Linked DNA regions of Hordeum vulgare: region 1 is linked to region 2. A link is a contact called in public Hi-C data. All regions are on one chromosome and are shown on one strand. The core of a region is the stretch at or near the end of the contact, and the rest is flanking DNA. Distances in the headings are between cores, read along the strand shown.

The links. Hi-C and Micro-C count contacts between places; a contact is called where the count stands out from the background.
Region 1: a Hi-C map of leaf shows a contact between it and region 2, with 2.5 times the contacts expected there. The contact joins the promoter of LOC123449624 here to the promoter of LOC123449542 in region 2. A contact is called at or near these places in 2 of 6 Hi-C or Micro-C datasets (leaf and seedling) and 1 of 1 datasets of contacts at active chromatin or transcription factors (embryo).

The regions. Positions count from the first base shown.
Region 1 is chr1H:494,993,270-495,000,040 of MorexV3_pseudomolecules_assembly, forward strand. LOC123449624 (CDP-diacylglycerol--serine O-phosphatidyltransferase 2) reads left to right here and starts at 4,509. Exons shown (of 12, transcript XM_045126908.1): 1 at 4,509-5,131; 2 at 5,867-5,932; 3 at 6,097-6,156; 4 at 6,336-6,426; 5 at 6,625-6,679. The coding sequence starts at 5,001.
Region 2 is chr1H:494,864,562-494,870,873 of MorexV3_pseudomolecules_assembly, forward strand. LOC123449542 (disease resistance protein Pik-2-like) reads right to left here and starts at 3,629. Exons shown (of 8, transcript XM_045126831.1): 1 at 2,611-3,629; 2 at 2,404-2,501; 3 at 2,177-2,300; 4 at 1,697-2,049; 5 at 1,406-1,608; 6 at 590-1,278. The coding sequence starts at 1,594. It overlaps LOC123449570 (50S ribosomal protein L7/L12-like), which reads right to left and starts at 5,048. Exons shown (of 2, transcript XM_045126845.1): 1 at 4,415-5,048; 2 at 3,729-3,930. The coding sequence starts at 5,024. The coding sequence ends at 4,434. LOC123449578 (ER membrane protein complex subunit 6) reads right to left here. Exons shown (of 4, transcript XM_045126856.1): 3 at 5,991-6,010; 4 at 5,446-5,858. The coding sequence ends at 5,828.

The DNA of each region.
Region 1 (6,771 bases), core at 3,259-5,758, 130 kb after region 2:
TTGATGTTCTTATGTGGATTCAGTCTCGATCCACTTCTTTTGCTCAAGATCTACTCCTATCGCTCTACTTCACATCATATAGTTTAACTTTAACATGATAAGCTCCCGCCTATGATGTTATGACAAAAGTAAACCCGCATTGTCGCTAGGGACAAGTGTATACGTTTGTTGTCAACAACTTAGTTTTTTCACCCACTATTGTCATTACTGAAGCACTTTAGCTATCCCTATTTATGGAATCCTCAATTACTATCATCAGAAAGGGAATGTGACCCCTATTCTATATTTTTTTCTGAATCTTATTTCAATTTTTATTTTCAAAATAGAACGGTAGAATTCTGACACTACATAAGCAGCTTAATTCTACCACACTTCGCTTTCATGGACTTCACCCAAGCCCACATATCATTCTTCAGTAGACGGTCGGTTTATATTCAAGTTTGTTCATGCAAATTTTAGAGAAAGTAATTTAAATATTAAATTGAAGGAGTGGCATTATCAAGGTTATTTAGGGTTTAGGGTATAGGAGGGGAGAAGGAGAGGCATGTGTATGTTTTCAACCTACAGCAGATATCTGGATAACAAACCTATATGAAGGCAAACATGATATTGCATCTTAGTTTCGTGAACAACTATACCGGGTAATACATAATACAATAGAAGAATATCTAACTGAATGTAGAGAAAAATAGAACCCGCCCTACGCCTCACCTCTTCCTTTTCGACATGATTCCTGTACGTACGTCCAGAGTCTCGCCGGCCCTCTGCCTATGCCTGCGCACCTATGTAATACTGTACACGCCTACCACATATGGAGTCCACATATGGATGGTGCGGGTAGAAAACGACGGCCGCTGGCCGAGTACTGGTAGGCTAGAGAAACGCCACAATGTGTACATACCATTTTTCTTTTAGAGAAGGATGATAGAAGCTCCGGCTTCTGCATCAATCGGTCATACAGTCATAATGTATACACATCAAATGCATTCCTTTTTATGAAGTGTTGTACATATCATATCTAGGGTCAACTGTCTGTAGAAAGAAGAAAAGATCGATGTGCAGTGTATTCTAGGTTGTTGTTATACTTTTTGATTGATTGACAGTTCTCTCCTTTTTTTTCGGATGAGCCGGGCATAACTCGTAATGATGGATTCTCTATGGTGAAACTTGTCCATTACGGTTTTACTCTAAGGCTGATCCTAATGAAAGTATAATAAATAATATTTCCTCCGTTTCAAAATAAGTGACTTAAAAATGGCTCAACTTTAGTACAAAGTTGAGTCATTTTTTAATCACTTATTTTGGGACGGAGGGAGTATCATATATGAGTATATGACAACTAGACATATTTTATGAGGTGGTATAAAATTAAATGAAGAAAGAGAGTTGAGTATAATATTATGATAACGTGTCATATTAGACTGGTTGTAATGGGGAGTATCATGTACTAGTATCATGCATATGATACTAGTGTATGATACTACAACTGTAATGCATAGTATCGTATGTTAATACTATCATGGAATAGGTCATTCGTTACCATGCATGACACATATAGTAGTACTCCCTCCGTACCTAAATATAAGTCTACTAGTTGAATGAATCTATACTCTAAAGTATGTTTATATACATCCGTATGTAGTCTATTAGTTGAATCTCTAAAAAGACTTATATTTAGGAACGGAGGGAGTACAACATTTAAAATGATACAATATCATGATAGGATACTCAATTTTTTTTCTTTTTTCATTTAATTCTATGTCACCTCATTAAAATTGTCTACTCTCATTACGATCAACCTTAAGTGTTGTGCTACTATGTGTCATGCATGACAATAAATGAACTGTTCTACTACAACCATTTAATTCTATTATGTGTCATGCTATTATGTACTATTAGAGCAAGTACAATAAGGTGACATAAGCAGGCTATAAGGATTAGAATATTATATTTTTGCTTAGTTGGAGGAGAGAGGGGTGGAAAGAGAAGAGAAGCGGGCTCTTGGTAAGTAGCCAAGTGCAATATGAGACCCAAGACACTTTGTGAGATTTTAAGGTGAGCCAACTACTATTAAAGTAGTACACATCTAAAACTTACTATTGTACATGCCGGCTATTAGGTTGGCTCTATATGACATGACAACTCCTTATAGCCGATTGTTGGTTGTATTATTAACCATGCTCTTAAATGTAGTACTAACATATAATACTATGCATTATGTATGTAGTGTCATAGACTAATATCAGAGCATCTTCAACAGTCTGTATGTTCAATCGTTGGTATAAGTGTCCACATCAACAACCAACAACACATCATACAAGCTTTTCAATGAAGTGTATGTTAATCGTATGTAAAATAACTAAGCGGGTCCACTAAATAGTGAAGAAATAACCATGCTTGCCTTAGAGCTTGTGTGTGAACCGTTGCTTCAAGTTCATACGATTTCATTCTCTCTCTTCTTTTATTATGTGTCATGTCATCAAAATCATCTATGTGGCAATTTTACCAACGATGATCATACGACCATTGGGGATGCCCTCATATGCATGATACTAGTATATGGTACTCTTCATTTTAACCAGCCTAACACTTGCATGTGCGGTTGTGCTTTTTTTAAATACGTCGTTTTATAACATCTACAACCGACCCCTTGTACCCGTTTCAAATGCCCCGACAAGGTTGTCCGGTCACTACAACCGGACCTCTCAAACCCGTCTCAAACCCCGAGTTGACCGGCACCCCTCATATCCAGTCCAAATCCGGGGCGGATATGCAGCGGCTCGGTCACACCCAAGCGCGTCCGCCACGTCCCAGCTGACAGGCTCGACCGAGAAATTCCACTATGGGCGCATCGCTCCGAACCTCACTTCGGACTACGACAAGGAGCTCGCCCTCCACATCACCTTGGAGCGGTCCAAGGTGGACACTGATGACAGCTCCGGATCTAGAGTGTCGTCGCAGCTCCTGCGTCGGCACAGCACGGACGCAGGACCCGGCCCCTCCCGGGGCGTGCACGGCTCCACCAGGACTATGCAATTCGTACAGGCCCCGCGTCGCCTTCTTCCCCCGCCGTCCGCTCCTCGCGGGCAGCGATGGGTCCTACTGCCCCCCGCCACCGACCCGCACACACACTCCAGACTCGGAGGCGCGTGCCGCCCGTCGTGAGAGGCAGCGAGCAATGGAGAGGGAAGTGCGGAGCATTCCGCGCGACGTCGCCGCAAGATGCCGAAGGAGCCCGATGAGGACGAATGCCTCCTGGCCTGAGTGTACCACCGGTCCCTCACGACGATGGAGACGGACGCTCGACACCTCTAGCGGAAGAACGTTAAGGCGCTCGGGCTTGCTATCGAGCAGTCGGAGCGCGATACGAATGAGACATCGACGGAGGTGGCTAGGATCGCCAAGGTAAAGCGGTAGCAGGACAGGGCGGTCTCTCGGATGAAGGGGCTCATTGTCCTCTCCGACGATGACGACGACAACTGCGCCTCCTTTGACGACGATCAAGACCCCCCCCCCCAGCCGTGAATGGCTAAAGTTGCGCTCGCGACCGGAAAGGCAAGGACCCCGCGAGGAAGTGGTGATCTCGCCACTCCTTCCTTCGCATTGTTTATATAGTTTTTAGTTGTAGAAATCTCTGAACTATGTCCGACAAACTTAAGATGAACTTTCGATTTTGTTGTCTGATGCTTGTTCACGTAGAGTAGTTCCACGTTGCATGTGTAGTATAAATATAGGATTTCGATATGAGATACGCGGATGCAGAGTACCAAATATGTGGCGTGCCCGGTCAATGCCCGCGGACGCGCCGAGGGGTCGGATTTGCTGGTTGTGGCTGTAGATGTTCTTTGTCTTTCAAGGATGCTCATATGTCGAGTGGTTCTATGCTCTACGCGCGTGTCACATCGGTGATGGTGATGTGGTTTCGTGCTCCCAGTCTCGATCATGTTGGGCCTCGGTTGACATGCGTGGACAGGGCTCTCCGCTGAGGTGATGTGCTCCGCCGTAGGTACTGGCCATTGTGGTGATCACTCCGACCTGCGGCGACGCCCTCGTTGGAGATTGAAGGGGCCATCGAAGATCTTCGTGACAGCGCGGGCGTATAGAAACGATACGAGGGGCTCGATTGGGTCACTTTTTTCTTCTCTCTCATGTCCGATTAGTAATCGGACGCGATCGCAGACGTATGAGGATCATTTGAGAGGTCCGGCCGTAGATGATCGGACATTGATTCTTGACTTTGGTGATTGGATCCGGTGGTGGCTAAGCTCAAGCGGCGCTTTCCTTTTCTAAACGCGTTACTGTTGAAGAACCTTGTTAAAGGCAGTGTCTTTTTTTCTTCTATTTCAATGTATTTCACTTTATCCGTGGATGTTTCTTCTCAGATATAACGAGATATCGTGGTGTTTTCTTGTGAAGGAAATACAAGTGGAATCGAACAAAAACTGGTTGGTGAACCGGACCCGGAGCAATGGTCCTACTACCTACTATACGTGCCAGCCCAGCCCGGGGAGGCGGGGGACCTCGCTCGAATCCGTGCCAGAGAGAGAGAGAGAGAGAGCGTCGTAGGCCGGGCCAGGCGGCAAACGGAACGGCGGTGGTTCCGTGATTTCCGTGGCGCCGCCGCGTCGTACGTGGAGACGCCAAACCCAATCCACCATCGCCGCCCACGGCTCCCCCGTCCCGTCCCGTCTCCTCCCGATTCCCTCCTCCTTTAAAGAGGAAGAACCCAGCCGCCGCCACCACTCCCTCCTCCTTCCACCCCCACCTGCTCCGATCGCCCGCCGCCTCCGTCTCCGCCAAATTCCATATCCTTCATCGGCTCTCGCTACGGATAGGGTCCTCAGCCGGCACGCCAGCGGGCAGCATATCCAGCCATACGTGTCGGGAAGCTGGCGCCTGGCGGCAGCCGCCACCTCCCGAGCCTCCGTCCGGCCGGCGGCGGTCTCCGTCGTCGCCGCCGCTCATAGTCAGCGGCGTCCGTTCCCCTGTTTCGGGCAGGGATGGAGGCGGCGGCGGCGAGGCAGAGGGCGCGGCCGCGCACGCCGCCGGCAGAGGAGTACGACCCGTGGACGGCCTGGCTCTACAAGCCGCGCACCATCTCGGTGCTCCTCGTCGGCGCATGCCTCCTCATGTAAGCAACCGAAGCAACCATCCCATCCCCGGCCGATTGATTGATTCCTCTCGTGCTCCTCGCAATTTTTTATTCTCCTTCTTCTTCTTCCGCCGCTGGCCTGCGTGACCGGCCGTGAAAAGTCAAAACCAGATGTGAAAAAGCGTGTGCGTTTGCGTTGGGGGGTAGTAGTATGCAAGTACAAGAGCCTGCAGGGATATCAGGTGCTGCAACAGTGTCAGAAATTGTACACCCTTCGTGGTTGTTTTTATTTTTACAGAGAGTATCTTTTTCCCTGGGTCCAAATTTAATGGCTTTTGTTGCCAAAGGGTTCAGCTTTTGTACTATGATTGGAGCATCATGAACCAACCTACTAGGAGGGTGGGGGTGGTGATGAGAATCGACATCTTTTTCGAATATCTCTTGCCAATTCTCTTTGTCTGGAAATATTCTTGCGCTCCTCGGCTGCACTGCATTTCACGTCGTTCTAGAAGAACACCCTTGCTGTCGCTTGATGGGTTAATGAGACCTCCATCAAGCTTAGAGCTAAGTAAACCCCAGAGACTATCCATGGTTGAGTGAACTCAGTGCCAAGTTATCCCAAAAGAAAATATGTGTCGGAAGAACTCACACGGGGCAAGCAACGGATTCAGTAACTTGTAGTACCACTGAAGAAATGTGGACTGTTCTTCTTCTCCTCTTTACTTTCTCTGGCTGCCATCTGACCTCAAACTTCAATACTGTTTCCCGTTTCAGCTGGGCGAGTGGAGCTCTGGATCCGGAGGGCGCTGCCTCTCACAGCAGCTCCACATCTATCAAGAGGTACTGTATGTAGCAGTATGGCTCAAGCCAGCCTGAATTTCCCTGTTCGCTGTCATGTTTATCACGGCTAGGAAAAAAATGGGTTCTGATGCCGCCTTTTCGGCAAAAATGATTGGGGAGAGCGAGTGACGCTGACATGATTTTTGCCTGCTGGCGCTTTCTAGGGGTGTCTGGGCTATGATTGCGGTGTTCCTCGCCTACTGCACACTCCAGGCACCATCAACGTGAGTTCATTTTTTGACAGTTTTTATTTTTTTTGTATAAACTGAACATTAGTGCTTAATCATGCAAATTCAGTCGGTATTGTTCATGATTTAATATCCTTGTAAATTTTCTTGGTGTGCTGGTCTCATTGGATGATTTGGTAGACAATAATTCAGCCATCTGGCAAAAATTATGACAGGATACTTATTCGGCCCCATCCTGCCTTCTGGCGCCTGGTGCACGGGCTGGCGGTTGTTTACCTTGTTGCTCTCACGTTTCTTCTTTTCCAGGTTAGCTATACGCACTATGTGCAGTTAATTTTTCCTCTTCGAGGACATGCTATAAATTGCTATGCGCACTGTTTGTTACTGTTCTGTTGGCATCTGAACACATGATTTGGATACTTCAAGAGTAAATGCCATAAACATGCATGTGTGGCACATCATGGATATACAGCGCATTGTCCTAATTTCTTGCTCGTTTTCCAGAATCGTGACGATGCTCGCCGGTTCATGAAACACCTTTCTCCTGATCTCGGAGTTGGTAATGTCTTTGTGTGAATTCGTTAGTTTCACATCATCACTGGTAAAAATGTGAAAAGATGGTGTTAACAAACCCCTGCTCTTTTTTTTTAC
Region 2 (6,312 bases), core at 2,379-4,878:
CTGCTATCTTAGCGATGACACGGAAGAAAGAAATGAAAAAAATCTTTTAGGAAGATAATACGTTTGTCTGCATTATACGAGATGTCTTCTCTTATTCACATACTTTTCAAGCTTTAGTTTTATTCACTCCATAATTTTAGGATCTCGTAACATTACATATGGTCTTATCAACCACTATACATGGCTAAAAAAATTATACTCCATGCGTCTCTTTTTACTCTGCATACCAAAATTGTGTTAAATCAAACTTTGTAAAATTTGAACAAATTTTTTTATAATAAAAAATTATCAATATCTGCAATGCCAAAGATATACAATATGAAATACGTTCCATGATGGATCTACTGATATTGATTTGATATTGTGAATGCTGGTATTTCTTTCTATAAACTTGGTCAAACTTAAGAATGTTTGACTTAAAACAAACCTAATATGCAGAGTAAAAAAGAAACAAATGGAGTATGGCATAAGAGGAAACTAATTAAACCAGATAAAATTGAAAAGAAGCATTTCATTAATTTATGAACAATCAGCAATGCAAGACTCAATGATCAAATGATCAATAAACAAGTAGTGTATCATTATATACCTCTTGTCAGCCAAATGTTGTTTGATCTTGACAAATAAATCTCTTTCATCCCAGTCTTTAATGTTCTTGAGGGGATCATCATTTTTATCTTTTTTAGCCGAAGCTAAAAGCTGTTTCAGCATGGACTCCAGAAGAGAACGAACGTCGTATGTTTGGGACACCGGAATGAAAGCGCGACATTGGATGCCACCCAACTTTGGGCTGTTGTATACGGTCGTCGCGAGGGTGGTCTTGCCGACGCCACCGAACCCCACCATGGACAGCACTCGGGGACCCACCGTTGCCAGGCGTTGCTCGTTGAGCAGCCCGACCACAGCATCAGTCATTTTGCCCATCCCGACTAGCCCGGGCCCGTCACCATGGATTGCTGGCAGCCAGCGGTCCAAACTGCCGAGGTGGCTGTACGAAGTGCCAAGTGCTTTGCCCGACCGCCCAGCCGAGTCGTCTAGACTGTACGTGTACCTGAGCTTCCGGTCACTCACTTTCTGGGCACGAGACTTGAGGCACTGGATATCGGTGGCCACCTTGTGCCGCACCCTCAATGTTCGCACCATGTTGAACATCCTATGGAGGTATTCCAGGAGTCCATGACGGTCTCCATGGTTCCTGCTGAGGTGATGGCAGAACCTGTCCATACAGTCCTCCACATCAAACGCGACCTCCCTCACTTGTTTCATCCAAGTCATAGTCTGCACGTATATGAATGAGCACATCAGTTAATCATGCCAGTGTTTGTATCATCTCATTACAAGAGACATGTTTTCCTTCCGATCAAGAGTTCAATTAAAAAGATCCACCAACTAGCATTTGCATTACTTGTTCGTTGTGATCATCATTGTCTGCGAGGTCGCGGAGACACGCGGTCATGCTCTCAAGCTCATCCTTGAGCTCCTGGATCTCCCCACGAATGCCATGGAGAAGCGTGTATTTGGTGGCGAGGATGTTGCCAAGCTTCCTCAACAGAATCTGCACGGCGCCATGGGAGGCGCTCACTACAGCCTCCATCACAGTCGCCCGATCTGCCAATTTTCGTTGGCACTTCTTAGTATGAAAATGCTAAAGCACATCAGCCACAACTTGATTTCGTGTAAGTATATAAGGCATTACCTTTGGTTTGTGCTGCACGTTCATTCAGATTTAAAACATCTGGATCTGTTCCATCTATTTTGTAGCATTCACATCTTTCAAAAGTTAACTCTGTTTACCAAGGACGAGCAGGTGAATTTGTTCTGGTACACCCACTCGACAGGCCACCAGCTCCTGGATGCCCACAGCCGGCTAGCCCATCGCTAAGAGAGGTGACAATTAAACTTCTTACCATTGGTGAACCATGCCATCGTACCCTGAGACAACCAAACTAGCTCAAAAGATTTACCTGCTGCGATGCGAGGCAAATAAGAAGTGTAGTTGGCTCGGACAATCTGCAAGACAGGAGAGTGGCGCACCACAGATCAAGTTCCCTGACCAACAATGCAGTTAGATCTCAAGCCTGGAACAACAATAATAGATCCAGAACTTACTCAGACCAAAAAAAAAAACTTCCAATTCAAAAGATTAACCCAAGGGAGAGAAGAGAAAAAGGCAAACCTTGACAGAAATCAACAGCCACTTCTTGTTCAACCGCAATAAATAATGCAGTCACCGGAATACCACACGAAGAAAAGAGATCAAGACTAGTTCGTCCAGATGAGCAGGGGATGACCAAGTAAGGCTGAGCAGTGTGGTTAGGAGCTACCGTAGGTTAGCAGTGTCTATTTTAGCTTTGGTGAACATGCCATTGAACTGGAGAATACAAAGTAGCTCAAAAGATTTACCTGCTGCGATGCCAGGTAAACAAGAGCTGTAGTGGTTCGGTCGATCTGCAGGCAAGTAATATTTCCGCAACCAAATGCAAGCTGGCTCGATCTCAAGTCTGGAACAACAACAATAGATCAAGAACTCACTCAGACCAGAAAAGCACAAACTTCCAATTGAAAAGCTCAACCCAAGGGAAAGAAGAGAGGAAAAAAAAAAGAACAAACCTTGACAGAAATCAATAACCACTTGTTGTTCAGCCGCACTGAAGAATGGAGTCGCCAGAGATACCACACCAAGAAAGGAGATCAGAGATTAGCTGGTCCAGATGTAGATGGGACTGCCAAGTAAGGCTGAGGAGCTCGGCTAGGAGGTCAACGGGTGAGGCAAGTTGTGTCTATTTTATGGTTGATGAATCGGTTACATTTTTAACAGAGGTTGTGTCTATTGGTAGCATTACACTAGCATATAATATGGCGTTGCATGGAAGGATTGGTCATTTGTTTTCTTGGAGCATCTCCAGCAGGGCCCCTACACCAGCAGGTTGTTGGCCTCTAAATTATTTCTTAGGTGCTCCCTCCTTTTTTTATGGATGGCTGTTTACTTAAGATAACACTATCTAGGATTGACCTGCAGGTGTTGAACAAATCAGCAGAAGATCAACTCATCACTCAGTTCAGCACTGATGATTGTTTCCTACAGGAGTGAGATGTTAAGCTGATAATGGAGACAGCGATAGTTGAACAACCTGTAGGGATACAGGCAGACGTGTCCGCATAGTCCGTGTAAGGATAATTACAGTGATAATTACAGCAGCAGCAGCAGCAGATTAGTACGTCTTCATCCTTTTGTTGTTTCACGTCGAGTAGCTAGCATCCTGAACAATCTGGGAAGCAGCTCTTGTTCTGTTCAACCCAGGTTTTCTGCCTCTCAGACTGTTTCTAACCCTGCATATTAGTGCCAGGCTGCTTTGAACCCTATCCCGGGCTAGCTACTCCACATGAAACAACAGAAGGAACAACAAAAGCATCCTTAACATTGTTGAGGGGAATCTATTTCTTCCGTTTTGCTCCAACAAATGTGTATGTATACATAAAGAGAAGAATTTGCTGGAGAACTGCGTAATACAGTGTATAAATCTGTAGTTAGTTGACTGGTCACCACATTACACCAAACTTGAATATTTCGCCAGAATACAAGCAGATCATAGAGCTAAGGAAGGGGCAGTGCACCACAGAACATCTAATAAGGAACCGTACGCATGCCAGCCAGAGTGTAACTTCAGTTTCCAAAATTAACAAAAGGCAACTCAATTGCGGTCAGAAGTCATTTCAGCGCATGTTTCTTATCTGATCTTTTAAAATACTTTATTCCACATTTCGTTTTAGAGATAGAAAATTCATCGACAAAATAAGAGTGGAAGGCAACTAAGAGAATACAGCATCATGAAAAACTTTGAACCTGAAAAGGTTCAACGACACTGACAATCCCACAATGCTCGCAGCAATCAACCATGGAAGTCATATGGTTCATACATTCAAGAGTACCTGCAGATAAGAACAGCAGATTTAAATTTGCATACATATTGCACAACTGCTTCCTTGATTCCACAGAATAAAGGAATCAGAAATTTGTGATGTGTGCAGATAAAATAACTAATACACACCAACTCACAAGAGTTCAGTTCCATTCAAGGTAGAGCGACGTATGTTATTATTCGTACGGAGCACGGCAGAGAGTAGACCACATTTGCATCTACGTCTAAAATCAATAACTCGACTTGCTGTGACAAATGGGCAATTGTAAATCCAGAAATGTGCAGTTGCGATTAAACAGCAAGGGTTACTAGGATCACAGCGGAACAACACAATCAAATGGCACACATTGCATCATAATGAAATGTGATGGGTGTGTGCTAAAACAACTAGCGTGTAGGTGACATGGTCATCAGTTTCTCGACAATTTTAGTCATCCATCTGCTGGCTCAAACTAATCTGAGTTTACAATTCCGCGAGAGAGATCTCATCTCACCTCGAAATGCAGGCGCCGATCAGTCCATGACGACCTTGGCACCAAGGGCCTTCATCCGCTCGACGATCTTCTCGGCTTCCTCCTTGGACAACCCTCCCTTGATCACCGCGGGGGCCTTCTCCACCAGCTCCTTGGCCTCCTTGAGCCCGAGGTCCGTGAACGTCCGGATCTCCTTGATCACCTTGATCTTGCTGGCCGCGTCGAACGAGTCCAGCCGCAGCTCGAAGACCGTCTTCTCGGCCGCGGCCGCGGGCTTGTCGCCGGCAGCGCCAGCGGCCGCCGCGCCGCCGCCGCCGAGACCCGCGGCGGAGTTGAGGATGGCGATGGGCGGCGCGGAGGGGATGTCGAGGCGGCGGAGCAGGAGGGCGGAGAGCTCGGCGGCCTCGGCGAGGGTGAGGGCGGAGACGTCGTCGACGAGGCGCCAGACGCGGTCGGAGGGCGGCGGGCGGGACGGCGGCGCGGTCGGGTCGAAGGTGGAGGGGTCGTAGTCGGTGGGCAGCTTGCGCACGTCGATGAGCTCCTCGGCGGCCGCCGTGGAGAAGGCCGCGGGGAGGCGGCCGCGGTGGTGGCGGAGGAGGCGCTGGCCGGAGCGGAGGAGGGAGGAGGCCATGGTGGAGCTGGAGGTTAGGGTTCTGGGGCCAGTGGGAGCGATGCTCTCTGGGAATTGGGTTTTGGAAATGAAGCCATGGCCTGCTACTTTGGATCTGGACTTAGGCCCATAATAGTAAACCCGGCCCAGTGAGCCCATTATGTTTCTTCTGGTTACGCTTCTCTTCTAAAACCCTTCCCTCAATCCCTCAAAAGAAAAAAGGAAAAGCAGTAGTACATACCCCTAAAAACAAAATCCGGGTGGCACTTATCCAATTATAACCCTAACAAAAAACAGTAGTACAGAATCCTCTCAACAGAGTAAAAGAGATCATAATCAGCCCAAAAACACACAATAGTTTGGCAACAAAAACACAAGCCAGATTATACAAATTGTATATAGAAGCAAGTAAAACGAATTCTACAAAACAAATGATGACACATTTAGAAGTCAATCATGCCTGAATAGTGCTTTCACTTCGAGCCATTCGACAGCATTAAGCCATGAAGACGGGAAATAAATAGAGCAGTATAACTGTTTCCGATCATCACGGGAACTACGACATCCGTAAATGAATTCAAGTGTGTGGTGCTTACACCGTGATATCTGATACACCAGCCATCAAATAGGCATATACAAGGTTGCAGTTCACCAAACTAGACAGTAAAAGTAACTAACAACAAAAATGGATAATAAAGAGGAGACTCCTTTGTTCCATCATGTTAGGGGAAATCTTGCATATGCTTGGTTCATCTCACATTAGCTCCTCCCATCAGAAGGTGCGGCATGTTGATGTGCTCATCAGACTCTCCTTCCATCAGAACTCAGAAGATGTGGACGATATCGTACGCGAATCTGGCAAGTGTTAAGGATGAACTCAAGCAAGAATATATCACCAAAGAAGCAGTTAAAAGAGGACGGGGACAAATTAAGTACTCCAGTATCTGTTAAAAATAAAAGAATAGCACATTAATTTATCAAGGATACGTCCAGAACAGCACGAAGGACTGCAAATGAAAAAATCACAATGTTAGAACATCACGCAAAGCAAAAGCTCATTGTAATGAGCAAATATTAGAAGATAAACTTGAAAACGAGAACGCAAAGAATACATATGCAATTGAGTAGAATATAAACAGTTGTGTTTGGATCATTTTGCAACATCTATCAAAGGGCATGAGTGGCCATTAACTATAACAAAGATACTTTAATAATGAGCAAATATTAGAAGATAAACTTGAAAACGAGAACGCAAAAAATACATATGCAATTGAGTAGAATATAAACAGTTGTGTTTGGATCATTTTGC